2 separate regions of the Rattus norvegicus genome follow, and region 1 is linked to region 2. Evidence: chromatin contacts called from public Hi-C data. All regions are on one chromosome and are shown on one strand. Each heading gives the region's core, a stretch centred on a gene start, on an enhancer-like site or on the middle of the called end of the contact. The rest is flanking DNA. Distances are from core to core; before and after follow the strand shown.

Region 1 (5,744 bases), core at 2,061-4,560, 960 kb after region 2:
CTCTGTAGGAATGAAGTAGGCAGACAGCAGGACTTGGGCAAGGTCACACTGCCAGAGAAGCAAGCGATTGTGTCCAGAGCCCAAGCACATGGGTTTGTACTGAGCAACTGCCAGGGAGGGGAGCCATACTGCAGACTCAGAGGAAGCAGACTACTGCTCTCTCCAGGCAGAAGTAACATCTGGAAAGCGAGGGTAGGACTTAGGGTCCTGGATGGAAACACGGGGGGTGGGGGGAGCAATTGAGAAGCAATGGAGAAAGAGGGAGTTCCTGTGGACTGGAGGACTGGAGTCAGGTTCAGAGGAGTCAGGGATTCCTGGGTAAGTTTAAATGTCTAGAGTATGGGTCTGGTACATTGTCCACTTTTGGAAAATCCTTCCGGTGGTGAGAGGCAATGACAGAGTGACAGCCTGGAGGTAGGAAATTTTGCTGGGAAAAGGTGACAATCATTCAGGTGTGTCTGTGTAGCAGCCTGGGCATGGGGAGGAGTAAGTGATGAGAACAGTTGGAGCAGTATTTTAGAAGAAACAGTGATGTCATTGGTGAAAGAACAAACACAGGAAAGGGAGGGGCTGAAGGTGAACCATGGGACTAGATCAAGAGGCAGGATGTCCAGGGGCACCCTGCTTAAGTGAGGACATCAAATTGGGGTAAACACAAGTTCATTCCCAAGAATGTTGGATGAGAGCGAGAGGTACCTGTGAAGTGCTCCATACAGAAGCCAGCAGGGTTGACAGGGCTGGTTTAATGTTGACTCATTAAGTCAACAGTTGCTACGAGCTGACATGGATAAAACAGCCACACTCCCCATCCCAGAAGAGACAGACAGTACACAGAGAAAAAGAAACACTGCAGACCATGCAAAGTGCTGTGGGGAGGTAAGGTAGAGAGAGACAGCAGTGAGAGAGTAAGGTCAGCCTGAGTCCACAGGTATGCTGGGAGAGGCTTCCAAAGGGAGACTCGTGGATACATCAAGGAAATAACAATTCCTGAGCCCTGGAGATAGCAGTTAATGGGACAGGTGACCCAAAGGAGCCCTTGACCCTTGTCTTATTTTTGTGATATAACAACACAGCTGAGACCGAGAAGTTTATATACTCTGTGTGTGTGTGTGTGTGTGTGTGTGTGTGTGTGGCCATGTAGAGACTAGATGTCAACCTCTGGTGTCATTTCTTAGAACCCACCCACCCTGGTTTTGTTGGATTTGTTTCAAACAGTGCATCTCACTGGGCTGACTGACCAGTGAAGCCCAATGTTTTCTGCCTGACTCTATCTTCCCAGTGCTGGGATCCCCAGTGCGCCCCACCATGCCTAGCTTTTTATGTGGGTTCTGGGGGTTGACCTCTGGTCATCCTGATGCAAGCTCTTTACCAACTTGTACACCTCCACCCTGTGTAAAAAGTTCATTCTGGGGCTGGAGAGATGGCTCAGTGGTTGGGAGCACTGACTGCTCTTCCAGAGGTCCTGAGTTCAAGTCCCAGCGACCACATGGTGGCTCACAACCATCTGTAGAGAGATCCGATGCCCTCCTCTGGTGTGTCTGGGGACAGTTACAGTGTACTCATATAAAATAAATAAATAAATCTTTAAAAAAAAAAAAAGTTCATTCTGCTCAGTTCTGCAAACCAGGAAGACTCATTTTGTTTACCCTCTGATGGGGGTGGGGAGGATGTCTTCCTGCTGGATTATGACACAGTAGAATGTCACGTGGTCAGGTAGAGCAAGCAAACTAGCTGGTCTCTCTTAAGACCTCATAACTTTCCTTAATCCCTATCACCCTCTGAAGGCCCCCTCTCCAAATACTATTAGCAGATAACTCGAGATCATTCCCCAACACATGGAACTGTAAAACATATGTGAGAGAGAACAGGAGAGAGCTGAAGAGCAGGAGCTCAGGAGTGGGAGCCACTGAAAAGTTGGAACACGCCTGGAGGCATTGGATGGGGCAGAGGTGATCTAGATAGGGGTGAACACAGGGAGGCAGAAATTCAACGGGGAAATGAAGCAAAAAAAAATTTGCAATGTTTTTTGCAAATTGCAAAAAAACAATGAAGCGCAAAATAGGCCCCGGGTGTACGACTAACTCTGTGTGTGTTAAATGCCCAAGGAGACATGTGAATTCACCTTTAAACACTCCTACTGTTACTTCTTTGGCCTACTTAACCCCACTGTCAAGCCAGTGTGGAACTGTGAGGAATCAGAGCTGCTACAAAGCTTAGGCCTTACTAGCTTAAGGAGAGGGCTCCCTGCCTGCTCACCTGTCTGGTAAATATAGACGGCACAGTGCCCAGCTCCTGTCCACTCATATCAGCTATGATCTTTCCCATACCTCCACCGGTTTCAAGGCTCTGCAGGGAGGCCTCAAAGGGCTAGTAGAGGAGGGTCCTATTGCTGCCCTGCAGGTTGGGGGTGCGGCATAACATCCTGCATGCATGACCCCTGCTCCCCAAGACTTGTGAAGACTGTATGTGAATAACCACACCTAAAGACCAAAGGAGAAAAATGGGTACGAGGGATTTGGGTCAGCTCTCACGTATAGGCCTGAGGACTCCCCAAGTGGGTGGCCTTTGTATGGCCACAGGGGAGGACCTGCAGGCCTCATTAGATACAAGTGAGGTGGCTGACTACACCGCTGTAGTCCTTTTGCAGCAGACAGCAGATTAGAGTAGTAAGAGCTTTTGATCTGGCGCCATGCAGGAAAGAGCGGATGTCGTCCCTAAACCCAAGCAGCTTTCAAATCTCTTCCTGGGCAGAGGTGCGGTCCTAAGAACCTGCGGCATCTTAAAAGAAATTAAGAGACAGCGTGAAGCTGTCCCTGTGGGTCCCGCCTACCAGATCCGTCCACTGCGTGGGGCCAGCGCGCGACCTCTGCGAGCAGCCCCTGCGGCAGAAGAGGACCTTACTGCAGTCGACTGCCGCCGCGCCGCCGCCGGGACCTTTCCCCTACTTTCCAGGGCTCACGCCCCGCCTCTAGCCCGACCAAAACACGTGCCGCCTCCCGCCCCGCCGGATCACGCCGCAGCCAGGCTCCGATCACGCGCCCCCCCGCGGCGCCCATTGGCCCGCTTCTTGCGGGGCGGGCGCCGATTGGCTGGCGGCAGAGGTCACGCCTCCAGCAGGGAGCGGTGTATTTTGGTTTGCCCGCGCGCCCCGCCCAGGGCCGCTCCCTCCGCGGCGCCCCGCCCCTCCCGCGCCTCCCGGGCCGCGCGGAGGCAGAGCCGCGCGGCAAGGAGGGCGGAGGTGCGCGCCGGGAACAGACGCTCGGGACACCGCCGCCCGCCGCCCACCGCCCACGTGCAGCCTCCGCCGCACGCAGAGCTCCTGCCTCGCAGCATTGCTGCCTGCAGGCCGTACGGCACCATGCACTCGCCAGGCTCCACCGGCCCGGGCGACGCGCGCGCGGTAAGTGACGGGGCGCGAGAGGAGACGGGGGACGCGGGAAGGATGGCGACTCTTCTCTGCGGTGGAGGCTGCGGCTGTGCTCTGGTCCGGGCAGGGACCGGTAGGCTCGGCCGGGTCAGGGTGGGGAGGGGGGTGTGTTAGCGCGGCAGCCAGCCTTCAGCTTTGTCTCTTGTCCGCTGCGGCCCCGCCCGGCGCGGCTATTTCCAGCCATGACGTCACCCGAATGCAGCGGAGGACCGCTGTTGGATGTGGGCGCGGCTGGCGGGAACTTGGGGGCGGGGCGGGGGCGGAGTCAAAGCCGGGTGCAGCATGAGGGGGCGGGGCGAGAGCTACTAGTAGTGGGGGGCGGGGCCAAAGCAAGGGCGTGGGCGAGAGTGCTTGGAGGAGATATGGGAAGCTAGATGGGACCAAGGCGAAGGGCACGGTGAATGTACCTGGTAGTAGTATAAGAGGGAGTAAGGGCGGAGCCAAAGCTAGAGAGCTTGTTGAGAGCCTCTGGTGGAACTGTGGGCGGGGTCAACGTAAGAGTGCTTAGTGAGGACGGATGGGAATTTACCTAGGGGCGGGGCAGAGGCTAAATGAAGGGGAGGGAGTGTGGTGAGAGCATCTGGTGGGCATGTGGTGGGGAGGGCTGTGGGTGGAGCCAAACTAAAGGTGTCTCAGGAGGGTGTGGCAAGAGTACCTGGAGGAGGTTATGATGGAATGAACAGGAGCAAGTGTGTCTTGATAGGCGGGTGTGCGAGAGTGTGGTTCGAGGAGGTCTATCAGCCAAGCTTAGTGGGCTTGTAAGGGTAGGGCTGGACAGGGGTTGGGGGTCCAAGGGAGAGGGGGTGTGGTAATAGGACTTTGCTGGAGTGGAAGGCCTGGGCCTAGGGACTGAGTGGAATTATGGCAGGGACCTCTGTCAGAAGGTGTAGGCTGAGGAGCAACAGAACCTGGCAGAAATGTAGGGGGGCAGAAAAGTGGTGCGGCACACAGTGGACTCAAGGTTCAGCCACTGGGAAATTAAGCTTGGGAAAATGCTTCCTTTCTTAGGGACACCGCTCTGGTCCTTTTGAGCTAGAAGATCTCACCACCACCACCACCCCCCGACTGGTTGCTTGGTTTCATTTGCTGCTTTGTGTGTTTATCTTTCCCACGGCACCTTCCTACTAGCCATTTTGGTGTGTACCTCCAGAGTTAGTCTTCATCATCTAGCCAAGAGAATCGTGAAGTCAGTAACCTGTTTTGTTTATTTTATAGTTGTGGGATTGAATCCAGGGTCATGCATGAGGTAGTCAGGCATTAAACTATTGAGCAATAGCTGGGCTTTAAAACCTTTTTTAAGAATCAGGATGTGTGTGTGTGTGTGTGTGTGTGTGTGTGTGTGTACTGCTTCTCAACCAAGACCAGTCTTCAGAGCTTGAAAGCAAAGTTGTGTTGAGAGTCCCCTTCAGGTGTCTCGTTAAGGGTGTTGCACATGCCTGTGAGGGTTGCCATCCCTTTATTCTCCTGAGCTAAGAAGCCGCTGTGTTCTGCCACCTTCAGGCTGACATCATGGACATTTGTGAGTCAATCCTGGAGAGGAAGCGGCACGACAGCGAAAGGTCCACGTGCAGCATCCTGGAGCAGACAGATATCGAAGCTGTGGAAGCTCTCGTTTGCATGAGTTCTTGGGGTCAAAGGTCCCAGGTGAGACCCCTCACGCCCGTCTCTGATTCTGGTGACGTCACCACGGCGGTGCTTATGGACACAGCTGCACCTGATCTACCAAAGGACTTCCATTCTTTTTCAACTCTGGTAAGAGGAGGTTGAGGGGAGGAGAGCGTTTTTGAGAACTGCCTAGAATAGCTTAGGTTAAATATGCTGAAGAACCCGTAAGGAGATCAACAGATGACGCCGGCCGGGAAGCTGCCTGTGCTCCTTTTGTGTGGATGCCAAAGTGTGCAAACTCCTCTCTTACAAATGTTTTCAGTGGGTCGTAACTTGCTGAGAGATGCTCAGGGACAAAACCTGTAGGCAGTGACAGAAAGGTGTATTATGCCAGCTTTCCCAGGAGTCTTAAGGGAGGGTCTTGAGTTGCCTCAGACTGGGATGAGGATTTGTGGGAAACAAGAAAGCATGTACTCTGACATCTCACAGCCTTTAGCCTAGTGGAGACATGTCACCTCTGCCTTCCCGTGACAGCCAGCCAGTGTAATTTGGAGTTGACACATCAGTATTTTATCTCTAGGTTTTAACTTGCAGCACCATTGCAGGTGCTTCGTGGGTTGGAGAAGTCAGATCACAGATTGTAGGCAGTAGTAAAACTGAGAGCTGGCCGCCTGGGCCGGGAACTTGCCCCGGAGAAGCTTATGGAAGGTGG
Region 2 (6,557 bases), core at 648-3,147:
AAAATAAGAAAGAACAGGGTGCCCAAGAGAAGAGTGTAACGCCCATCCCATTGTTGTATGGACAACTCGCTTGATGCTTTTGGGGCTCTTGCTTCTTTCTGCAGAAGCCATGATTCAGGGAGAAGTGAATCACTCGTTCTTTCATTCACTCATTCAACAAATATTCACGGACTATGCCCCAGGTCTTGAAGTGGGTACCAGGGTTTTCCTCCCAGGACTTGGGTACATGAGATGAAGACTGAAGGGGGCTTGCACAAAACAATTGCACAGCAATTTAGGAGGGGAGCTAGATTGTGGATTTCCTCTAGGGACCTCTGAAGAAAAGCCAGTAGGGTTTGTTTGTTTGTTTGTTTGGCTTTGTTTTTGTGAAGGGTCTCACTATGTTGCCTTGGTTGGTCTGGAACTCTTTGTAGACTATGCTGGTCTCAAATTTACAGAGATCTAGCTGGTGAAGGGACATACCTTTAATCCAACCACTCCCGAGACAGAGGCAGGTGGATCTCTGAGTCCAAGGACAGCCTGGTTTACAGAGGGAGTTCCAGTACAGCCAGGGCTACACCCAGAAGCCAGGTCTCAAAAACAAACAAAAAATCAAATAAACAAAAAGCCTGCCTCTGCCTCCTGAGTGCTGGGATTAAAGGCTTGGGTCATCTGGTCTCATGCTTGAAAAAGCTACTTCGAAAGCTACTTTTTTCATTTGCTTTGCTGTGATTCTTCAAGATAGTTTTTGTTGGTACTCCTCTGGGATCCCGGCATCCGGGCTTGGAAAGGGGTTTTAGTTGAGAATTAACAAACCATTAACAGCGTGTACATAGTAACAAGTTGGAGTTACTCCTAAGTCTTCCCAATACTGAATATGTAAGTAACCAGTCAGTCCCACTTATTCTTTAACAATGTAACTTTGGTGGGGGCTGGGGATTTAGCTCAGTGGTAGAGCGCTTACCTAGGAAGCGCAAGGCCCTGGGTTCGGTCCCCAGCTCCAAAAAAAAAAGAACCAAAAAAAAAAAAAAAAAACCAATGTAACTTTGGTGGATACAAATTCACTGCCCAGACTCTTTTCCGGTCCAGACTTCTCAAAGTGACTTAGTTGTAGCTACCCTGAAAGATTTAACAGAATAAGGGACAGCTGTTGGCTTGAAACCCCTCAACCTCTTCCCTAACATGCGACTCTTGCTTAGATAAAAGGCATTATCTTAGCATGCAACTGGTGCCTAGAATCTAGTTGGAAGCTACCAACGTAAAACGGAGTGGCTCTCCAGCCTCTGCTGGCTTGTCTCTCAGCAAGTTTTCAGGCATAGGCACACAGGGTGGTGAAGCAGGGTCAATCTACACCACGAAGTCTAGTCTACGTGGCCCGCACACAACTCAAGGCCCATCCATCCTCGGCTCGCACCTGCGATCCCGCCAGGGAATAAATACTACGCGCTGAATGCAAAGCCGAGGAAGAGTTTTGCTAGTCTTCCAGGCCAGGGCTCAGCCGTTAGGACCCGGGGAGAGACTGCGTGATTGAACCGGTTGCAAGACGGACGACCAAGCGCCTGTGCGCATGCACCGGCCGAATCCCGCCTGCTGCCCATAGGACCCTGCGGCAAGCTGGTAGTCAGGACTGGTGGTGTGGTGCGCGTGCGCGGGCCTGCCGCAGGGAGTGTCCGGCACGAGGCCGGGCGGGGAGCGCGGGCGGATGGGCGGGGGGCTGGGCACGCGCGGCGCCCCGCCCCACTGACGCGCCGGGCCCGCGCCTCCCGCCTCCGGCGTCGGGAACCGGGTTGGCCGCCAAGGAGTCCCCGCCCCTCCCCCGCGCCTCCCGGCCGGAACCGATCGGGGCTGGTTTGAGCTGGTGCGTCTCCATGACGACGTGCTCCGCCTATAAGTAGCGGCGCGTCGCACCGTCGGGCTTTGTCAGTCCCTGCAGCCGCCGCCGCCGGCCGCCTTCAGTCAGCAGCTCGGCGCCACCTCCGGTCGGCGACTGCGGCGGGCTCGACGAGGCGGCTGACGGGGCGGCGGCGGGAAGACGGCCGGGTGCGCCTTGGGGTTTAGTGGCGGCTTCTCCATGGGTCCAGCCAGCCGCTTCCCTGTGCTGTGAGGTAAGCGGGGCGCGGGAGGATTGTGCGGCCACGTGTCGCGAGGCCCGGACTGCGGTCGCCGGCAGGGGACACGTGGCCGGAGGCTGGTGACCTTGCGAGCCTCCGCCCTGAAGGCAGCAGCTGTTCCTGGCCCTTGGCTGCAAGCCCTCGGATCGCCCCATGGGAGCCCGCATCGTGTCAGCCGGGCTCGGCGCTCCACTTGCCCGGGCGGTGATGGAGGGCAGGTGCAGGGGAGCCCGGCCGCTAGCAGCCGCCCTGCAGTTTCCTGCTTTCTTTAGTTTTGCTACGTGTACAGAGCAGAGCTGATGGACTCGAAGTGGAAGTCGATAGACCTAATTTAGTCAGGGAGTCCCTGCTAATGAATACTCACCGGCTGTGACTTGGATTTAGAACTGAACTCTTTGAATGACTTAGGGGTTTACGGGAAACCGGATTCCCGGCTGTCTTGGAAGCCCGACTCAGAATCCTCAATAACTGGTAGAACTGGGGAGCAGATCCTGTCAGGAATGTCTGGGAGAGGACAAAAGAATGCAGTGGCTTGTTTTATTCAAACCTAACATCGGGCAGAATTTGACTGGAGTTCATTTTTGTTTTAATTGGCTTGTATCTCATCCAGATTTAACTTCTTGTGCTAATTGTTTAACAGGATTTAGCTGCTTCCCATGCCAAAGTGTTAGCATTTTTTTTCTTTTATCTTTTTTTTCTTTTTCTTTTTTTTTTTTTTTTTTTTTTGTATTGAGGCAAAGATAGGGAAAGGCAAAATAAGTGGTATTTCAATGAAAGTTTTCCAGGTTTAAGCCGGAAGGCTGCCTGGAAAATACTTAACAAGACCTAAAATTACAAAGTTACTGCCAAAGCCCATTCATCAGTTCTAAGTGATATACAACTGAGTTGGCTGGCGCTGGTCTGTAGTCTTCACTTAAGAGAGGTTTATGCAGCTAACGAAGTTGACCAGTGCCAAAAGTCTCCTTAAAGCTTAAAGTGTGCTTTATCATGCATGGATTTGGATTTATGACAGGCTCATCCCCGTGGGCCTCTCATAGTGTCCCGTGCTAGAGCAAACTGGCTCCTAACCATTGCCCAGCCTTGGTGCATGTAGGCTGCTGGCACTGAAGTGGGTCACACAATGGAAAAAAGTTTTACCTGGCCACTTGCTGCTGGTGTCCATTTCATAAGACCCAGGCAGGAGCTTTTATTAAGCGTGGTGATCTTGCTTATTTTTGTTAGTAAAAAAGTTGGCCAAAAATTCCTTCAATATGGTTATTATCCATAAGTGGATATTAGAAGGCACTTGAGGACTGTTGGATTCCCAGAAGTGCGCATTTGGTAGGCAATCCAGGCTCTAGAATACTGATGTTTCATAACAGTAACAATATACTGTGAATTGAATTTTTTTAAATGCTAGTACTGCATAAAAGTTAGGGAAGTTTTGGTGGATTGCACACTAACATTGAGTGCTCTGGATACCTGATATACTGTATTCACTAAGTCATTCAGCATAACTCTGCAAGTGGGAGAAAAAGACCTTTTCAGGACTGCATGTTACTGTATGCCCATTAAAGTTTTTGAAGAGCTGGAATGGCTCAAATGAAGCAGATAGGAACATGTAATAATGCCAGTAATTAGACTGTTAACTCCGTTCCGTTTTGGAGAGGGGCAGGGATTGAGATGTTCTATGTGTATAGAGCTGTGGCATTCAGTTTTGAACAGTGTGGAATCTATTTGAGTATTGGAGATATTTGGGGGGGGGTCTTCACGTAGTTCTGACCTCACAGTTGATCTTCCTGTACTGTGTACTCTCTGGTATACTGTTGCAGTGTGTAACCTTTAATGGTAAGATTTCAAGGGAGATAGCAACATGTTGTGTTTCTACTCACTAGTGTTTCCACCACTCCAGGAGACAGCATTCAGAGTTGACCTTGTGAGAGCTGGCCATAATTTAATTCCATCTCTAGGTTTTCTGTGTAAGTATCAGTTTATACTTGTGAATTTGTGTTGAAGCAGTGCTAAGACTTTGAGTGCATTCACTTATTATCTGCTTATTGTCAGCTTATTGTTTCAGAGGCACATCGAGAACCAACCATGGGCAGCTTTACTAAGGAAGAGTTTGACTGCCATATCCTCGATGAAGGTTTCACTGCTAAGGACATTCTGGACCAAAAAATCAATGAAGTTTCTTCCTCTGTAAGTACGGGAAGCCCACAGCCACAACTCAAAAGTTCCATAAAAGAGCATGCCTTGCCAGAGAATCTAGAATTTGACTGACTGGGCTGTCTAGTGAGTGTCCATGTCAGTACTGCTAACAGGGATAGGATTTTGTTAGGGAAGGGGGAAAAAGATCTTCAGTGTGGCCAGGTGCAAGACTGTTAATGAGGTCCCTGAACCCACTCACTCATTCCAGGATGATAAGGATGCTTTCTATGTTGCGGACCTCGGAGACGTTCTAAAGAAGCATCTGAGGTGGCTGAAAGCTCTTCCCCGTGTTACTCCCTTCTATGCTGTCAAGTGTAATGACAGCAGAGCCATAGTGAGCACCCTGGCTGCCATTGGGACAGGATTTGATTGTGCAAGCAAGGTAAGACTGCTTATCTCACCCCAAAAGGGTTATCAGTTGATGTGCTTTTGTTTGTCAAACTCCGTCTATATATACTGATCTTCTCTTTCAGACTGAAATACAGTTGGTGCAGGGGCTTGGGGTGCCTCCAGAGAGGATTATCTATGCAAATCCTTGTAAGCAAGTGTCTCAGATCAAGTATGCTGCCAGTAATGGAGTCCAGATGATGACTTTTGACAGTGAAATTGAGTTGATGAAAGTTGCCAGAGCACATCCAAAGGCAAAGTAAGTCTTCTGATTGAGCACAAAAAGGCTGGGCCTTGCTAGGCAGACTATAATCTTGGTTCCTTATTCCTATACATAGTAAGAACCAGGCTAAACCCTGGGTTAGAATCAGACCCACAAGCAGTAGTGCCTAGACAGGCTGATTGGATGAACGTGTACAGAGTGCTTACTTGGTGCATGCACTTGTTTCTGTCCACCTAGGTTGGTTTTGCGGATTGCCACTGATGATTCCAAAGCAGTTTGTCGGCTCAGTGTTAAGTTTGGTGCCACACTGAAAACCAGCAGGCTTCTCTTGGAACGGGCAAAAGAGCTAAATATTGATGTCATTGGTGTCAGGTGAGGTCTCAGTGATAGTTACAGACTGAGACATTAAATTTTAAGGCCCTTTTTTCCTCTGAGAACTAGTCAAAGAACAGCATCTTGTTTTTATTTCAGCTTCCATGTGGGCAGTGGGTGTACTGACCCTGAGACCTTCGTGCAGGCAGTGTCAGATGCCCGCTGTGTCTTTGACATGGGAGTAAGTACATGACTCCTGGAGGAGGGCTGTCTTGATTGAAATAACCAAACCACTGAATCTAGAATTTGCCTCTTGTAGAAGCTGTCTGCATAACAGATTTTAAAACCATCTGTCCTGTGCATTTAAACTTGTGAATCTAGCAATTTGACTTCCAAATTTTCTTGATTCTAGACAGAAGTTGGTTTCAGCATGTATCTGCTTGACATTGGTGGTGGCTTTCCTGGGTCTGAAGACACGAAGCTTAAATTTGAGGAGGTAATTATTACAACATTAACCTACAGACGGTGAGATATGTATTTACCATTGTGGTGTTTTTACTGATTAAAGGAGCCAACATGCCTGGTGTTTTGTTCTCACTACTTGTTATTTGCAACTGTAGCCCAGGCTGGCCTTGAACTTTCAGTTCTCCTGCCTGTTTCCCATATTTTAATGTTTAGCTCAGTGCTTATCACTATTGTACTATGAAGTAGACAGGGTGGAAGGAGTTATATCTTGTTGGCATGTATTCAGAATTCAGCATTTGGCCCCTCTTGTAATCCATTTTGTGCTATTTTATTAAATATTAATATAAACTATTCATAATGTGTTAGAAAGAGATGGTCCTGAGGGGAGTGGGAAGTGGTGTATGTACAGACTAGTTTCCAGAGAGGTTTGTTGCTTCTGTTGCCTGATGACAGACCTGCTATGCTAGGTCATGTCCTGTTCTTACACACAGCAGTGTGATCTTTCTCCTCAACTATAACAAATGGCTGCTCCCTTCTCTCACTTAGATCACCAGTGTAATCAACCCAGCTCTGGACAAGTACTTCCCATCGGACTCTGGAGTGAGAATCATAGCTGAGCCAGGCAGATACTACGTCGCATCAGCTTTCACACTTGCAGTGAATATCATTGCCAAAAAAACCGTGTGGAAGGAGCAGACCGGCTCGGACGGTATGTGGTGGCAGGATGAGTGAGTCATGTGGGATAACAGTTGATATGCTGGGTGGTAATTAGGGTGATCTGTTTTTCTAGATGAAGATGAGTCAAACGAGCAAACTTTGATGTATTACGTGAATGATGGAGTGTATGGGTCATTTAACTGCATTCTTTATGACCATGCACATGTGAAGGCCCT

Evidence for each region. A called contact is a pair of places that touch in the nucleus more often than the background predicts.
Region 1: a contact with region 2 is called in a Hi-C map of kidney, with 4 times the contacts expected there. The contact joins the promoter of Klf11 here to the promoter of Odc1 in region 2. A contact is called at or near these places in 2 of 12 Hi-C or Micro-C datasets (kidney and mammary epithelial cells).

The regions. Positions count from the first base shown.
Region 1 is chr6:47,011,138-47,016,881 of GRCr8, forward strand. Klf11 (KLF transcription factor 11) reads left to right here and starts at 3,311. Exons shown (of 4, transcript NM_001037354.2): 1 at 3,311-3,400; 2 at 4,928-5,179. The coding sequence starts at 3,359.
Region 2 is chr6:46,056,768-46,063,324 of GRCr8, forward strand. It overlaps Odc1 (ornithine decarboxylase 1), which reads left to right and starts at 1,898. Exons shown (of 12, transcript NM_012615.3): 1 at 1,898-2,084; 2 at 3,965-4,048; 3 at 4,134-4,268; 4 at 4,486-4,659; 5 at 4,751-4,923; 6 at 5,125-5,259; 7 at 5,359-5,440; 8 at 5,612-5,695; 9 at 6,211-6,373; 10 at 6,455-6,557. The coding sequence starts at 4,167. Snora80l1 (small nucleolar RNA, H/ACA box 80 like 1) reads left to right here and starts at 3,080; the gene lies at 3,080-3,213.